2 separate regions of the Zea mays genome follow, and region 1 is linked to region 2. The links are chromatin contacts, called in public Hi-C maps. All regions are on one chromosome and are shown on one strand. Each heading gives the region's core, a stretch centred on a gene start, on an enhancer-like site or on the middle of the called end of the contact. The rest is flanking DNA. Distances are from core to core; before and after follow the strand shown.

Region 1 (2,700 bases), core at 66-2,565, 140 kb before region 2:
GAAGTTGAATTTTAGTTTGGCCTACCATCCTCAGACTAATGGCCAGACTGAAAGGACTAATCAAGTATTGGAAGATATGTTGAGAGCTTGTGCCCTTCAGCATGGAGGCAGTTGGGATAAAAGTCTACCATATGTTGAGTTCTCATATAATAATAGTTACCAGGCCAGTCTGAAGATGTCACCATTTGAAGCTTTATATGGCAGGAAGTGCAGGACTACTCTATATTGGGATCAGACTGGAGAAAGACAGTTCTTTGGGCCTGAACTTATTCAAGAGGCAGAAGAACAAGTCTGTATAATTCGGGAAAACTTGAGGGTAGCTCAGACTAGGCAAAAGAGCTACGTTGATAATAGAAGAAGACCACTGGAGTTTGAGGAAGGTGATCATGTGTACCTCAAGGTGTCACCACTTCATGGAATGAAGAGATTTGAAGTCAAAGGCAAATTATCCCCTCGCTTTATTAGACACTTCAGAATTTTTAGGCGAGTTGGGGAGATGGCATACCAACTCGAGCTACCTGATAATCTATCTGATGTGTATGATGTATTCCACGTGTCTCAACTTAAGATGTGTCTCCGTGTCCCTGAAGAACAGTTACCAATGGAAGAGCTAAGTGTTTAGGGTGATCTAACTTACACGTAGTATCCTATCAAGATTCTTGACACTTTGACTTGAGTTACAAGAAATAAAGTGATAAAGATGTGCAAAGTGCAATGGAGTCATCATGGAGAAGATTAAGCTACTTCGGAGAGAGAAGAAGAGCTTCAGATAGAATTTCCCATCTTTTCCCTAGTCCTTCCTAAATCTCGAGGACGAGATTCTTGTTAAGGGGGTAGGATTTGTAATACCCAAATTTGTACATCATATAATAGGAGTGTTTTGCCTCTATTTAATTGAGCATGAGAATAATCCCATTCAAAGATTATAAGTAACTAATGACACCTAAATGAAATATGCTTCATGCCGAGGTTTCATTTTGTGTGCATTTTGTGATAATATAAAAATAATGTAAAATGAAATATATTAATACCCAAATTAAAATTTAATATCTAAAGAAAATTCTAGGATTTGAGAAAAGAGAAGAAAGAAAATACTATGTGAATAAAAATAAGTATATAAAAATATATTATTCCTACACAAGGATTTGAATTTGTACATTTGACTCAAAGGTGAAACTCATAAGAGGATTCAAATTTAAATTGGAGATTCAAATAAGAAAATCAAAAAGAAAAGGGAAAAATACAAAAGAAAAAGGAAAACAGCTAATTGGGCTGCTCGGTCTTATTTCGGCCCATTCTCTCTTTCTTCCCCGCGTAGCCCAAATCACTATGAGCTCCTGGCGCCGACCGCACGAGCCCACGAGCAGTCTCCGTGGCGCTCGCTTCTCCCTTTTCTTCCATTGGCACGCGGGCCCACCTTGTCATCTGCTCGTACGTGCTGTTGCACGTTCTTCCTCCCCACACGCTAACGACCTAGAGCTATCGCCGTGGATCCCGCCTGCGCTAGCAGCTCGCCCTCAACCACCCTACCCACTCCATGGGCATAAGCTGACGGCTGCAACCCCTCTCTGTTTCCTCGCCTCATCAAGCCCTGCACCGTGGTCGTCGTATGAGGAAAATTCGCCATACGTGAGGGAGAGTCGGTCACCACCGTTGGATCGCGACTTCATCGCCGTTGGGGTCCGGGAATCGGGCCAGGAGGCGTCATCGTACCACCGGGTGTGTGCTCGTGCGGCGGGGGAAAATCATCCTCACACCGATGACAATTTCTCGTCAAAGCTCCGCGACCGCGCCAATCCGCACTTCACCGCGGACCGGTCTCCTGTGCGCGCCATCTCCGGTGAGTACTCCTTGCGCCATGTTCACTAGCCCCCTTCGATTGTGTAGCACCCCGTAGAGTGGAGGATAGTGCGCTAGATCGCGGGATCCGGAAGTCCGGCGATGGCGTCCACCGCATCTAGGTTTGCACGAAGGCGCCGCAGGTCGGGATGGCTGAGGTAGACGACGAGTTTCTGGCCGTCGATCGTGAGATCTACGACGCAGATTAGATCCGAGGGTAGTGTTTCGTCCGAATAGCTTGGTCCGTCTGATTCCGATCTCTTGCTTGTGGATCGATCGCGATCACTTGATAGTCTGGGCCGTCGGATCTGTATCCGACGACTGCGAGCGAGTATCGGTTCGGGCCCGGGGCCGATCTAATACACACCGTTGGTGTGCGATCCTGCGGCCCAAAGTTCAAAATACCCTTTTGCCAAGCCACACTTCCATAAGAGTCCCTGGGTTTATTGAGATTCAACCCGCAGTTCTATCAGTGGAACTATGAGTCTTAGGGTTATTTGTGCAGTGAACCCTATGTTTTGTTTAAATCATGTGCGCAGTCCAGAAGTCAGTAAAAAGGAATAGATGATTAAGGAAATTGATTTTTAGTATGAAATTAATTGCAGAAACTTGTAAAATTCCTAGAAAATTCATATTAAGTCCAAATTGACCCATTCTAGTTTCTGTAATTTTGAAATATTACTGTTCATCACATAGTGTCTCTCTCTGTTTTGACATGCAAACTATATTAAAATTTATGTCTTAATTAATCTTGTATCAAACACATAAAACCTTTGGAAATTCATAACTTAAAATCCGTAACTCCAAAATTAATGATTAATGTTTCTATGATCTTATTTTAATATGTAGATTATTAATATG
Region 2 (2,700 bases), core at 185-2,684:
AATGACAAAACTCTACCAGCTCCGTGCTCTCCGCCGAAATACCGCCTGAGTCGTCGTCGATCCCACTGCAGGCGCTCCGATCGGACCCGTTGTGTTAAGCGCCATGAGGCCGGCTCCTCGTCTAGTTGGGCGTACAACGCCTGCTGCAGCGTCGAGTGCATCCACTTCCGATTGCTTATGCTCGACGACGCCCGCATCCAAGGAGGCGGCTCCATATGCAAACACGGAGATGGAGGGGAAACAAAGCTCCTGCATGCGGAAGAGATAGGAGATAAGACGTGGAGGAAAAAAAAGGAAAGGACGAAGAGTTTCTTATGTAATGGATGGCAATGGTGGGTAATTACTCCTCAACTTCACAAGGTTATTGAAAAAGATTTTTTGTGAAGCATCCCTTTTTATGCTTTGTGAAAAACTTGAAGTTAATCCCAACTTTATCATTTTTTGGCGAAGTAGAGTTCTTGAAGCTGAGGTGTTTGGTTGTTGTTTTTGAAGCTGAGTAAAGTTTTGTGAAGTGAAGCAACACCCTCTAAAACCCGCACGGATGACCTCGCTGCATGTTTGTCTCAGTGCTTCTACTTTTTATACTTATTTAGGTTAAATACTTTTAAAAAATATATAGTAAATTATAAACATATTATAAAAAAAGAAAATATAATTTTGTTGAACATATGATATATTATGCTTTAGTATAAAGTTTTTGTTAATTTATAGATATATGCTTTCGATAACTCGGTCATACATGATTTAGTGAGTATGATATTTGTATTGAACTCCACATGAGTTATAGGGTATGCTTTATTATGAAGTTTTTTTGTAGCTTTGATTCTATATTTTGTAAATGATTTGTAACTATAATTTCTATAGTCCAGTTGTGCTAAAAAAATTATGGTGCGCTATTCACTGTATGTTTGAGTTGTAGTGAAATTTTCATGTTTATTGTGTCGTGTATTACTAAGTTATATATCTATTTATTTTTACTACATCTTAACAAAAAATCACATTAATTGGACCATAGAAACTCTAACTATAAATTAATTATAGAACAGCATATATCTTAATCTATAGTATTTTTTTTACTAAATCATACAGTATCGTATGTTCTCTGTATAGACCTATTCATGTGAAGTTCAATAAAATTAATTTTTTTATGATCTTCTGTTATTTGCTATAGTTTTTTCAAAAAAAAAACAACAACCAAAGTTAGCATAAAAGAAAAGGGGTGAAATCATCGAGACAAACAACTAGGAAGGTCATATGTTTGATTTTAAGTGATGAAAGAGGAGCTATATCTGATTTTATAGTTGATAGAGAAAATTCTATCTTTCCAATCGTTGGAGGAGAGGCAAATGGGTCGAGCCATTGGCCCAATCACGTGAACTGGCCTGAAACTTTGACCCACCCAAACAAGGCACTAATGGGTTTAGCTATTCTTGCCCAAATACTCTCTCTCTCTCTGTGTGTGTACTCCATGGGCTTGCATGTGGCAGCCCAGACACCTGATTCTATTTTGGTCCATTCGTCGACCTGTTAACATTAACTTAGGTGCGTTTGTTTGAAGAGTCAAATAGAATAGAATAGATTCATTTCAGCATTTGAGAATGAAGCTGTTCTATTCTGCGTTTGGCAAGAAGAACACAACCGTTCCATTTGTTGTTTGGTTGAAAATTAGAATATAGCAGAGTTGTTCCATTCTTTGTTTGGTTAGAGAGTCGTATGAGTGTAGAGGGAAGGAGAGGAGAGAGAGCGCTCACGTCCGGGAGAGCGCTCGCATTGGTCGTTTTTGTGGAGCGGAAGCATTTCAACTACTTATAGTAAATTTTTATATGAAGATCCAGGAGTCGTTTCACTCTTATTTTGTTGGAAATCAAACATCCAGAAAATTGGAATAGAACCACTCTATTCTCCCCCGCTTCTAATCAAACACACCCAACCCAAAGTTACATCGCAACAAATTCGCGGTAGGGAATTTTATAATTTTTATTTTTAAAATATTTTTAATAAATAATTCTATTGTAAATTTATTTCCAAATCTAACTTGTTTGGCCATGCTAATTTTTTTAGCACAACCACACTGCCGTATCACGCCAGACCGGTTAGCACGGTAGGCTGCAACTGCAACGTGATACTTCTGCCTAATTTTTGAAGTAAAATCTAACTTGGACATATAAGCAAAGTAGTTTAGGTTGATAGATTACGTTTATAAACTTGTGAGTCCGCCTTCTATTTTATGTGCACATCTACTAGTTGCATGTGACATATTTTTAGGTTACCATAACTGTCAGAAATTTTAGCTAGTAATTTTAACGGTAAGTTATATTTTTGGGGTGTTTAGTTTCTAACGACTAATTTTTAGTCTCTCCATTATATTCCATTTTATCCGTATTTAGCAATTTAAGAACTAAAATGAAATAAAATGGAGGGACTAAAAATTAATTCCTAGAAGCTAAACATCCCTTAGTTTTTTTAGATTATATGCATGTGTTAATTATCTATGTTATATTTAGGTTTTATGTAGTAACAATGTTTAGGTTATATTTAGTTGGGTAGTTAGTTTAGATTATATTTCTTAGAATAATTTTGAAGAATTGATGTAGTTTGCTCGAATGATTTAGTAGATGGATATTTTAGACCATTTGTTTCATGGTGGAAGAGTTAAACAAGATGGGAATTTGAGAATATGTAATATGATGTGGAAATGTT

Evidence for each region. Hi-C and Micro-C count contacts between places; a contact is called where the count stands out from the background.
Region 1: a Hi-C map of leaf shows a contact between it and region 2, with 7 times the contacts expected there. The contact joins the promoter of LOC118476959 here to the enhancer-like site in region 2. A contact is called at or near these places in 6 of 25 Hi-C or Micro-C datasets (bundle sheath, leaf, leaf mesophyll and 1 more).

What each region holds. Positions count from the first base shown.
Region 1 is chr4:154,860,643-154,863,342 of Zm-B73-REFERENCE-NAM-5.0, reverse strand. It overlaps LOC118476959, which reads left to right and starts at 1,315. Exons shown (of 2, transcript XM_035967362.1): 1 at 1,315-1,840. The coding sequence starts at 1,330.
Region 2 is chr4:154,721,990-154,724,689 of Zm-B73-REFERENCE-NAM-5.0, reverse strand. No RefSeq gene overlaps it. Among protein-coding and RNA genes, the nearest start is that of LOC114108589, 57 kb to the left of the region's middle. Within about 2 kb of position 1,434, at least 15 of the 20 cell types and tissues checked have an H3K27ac peak or open chromatin away from gene starts, as enhancers often do. A contact at or near this core is called in bundle sheath, leaf, leaf mesophyll and 1 more, where this site is marked.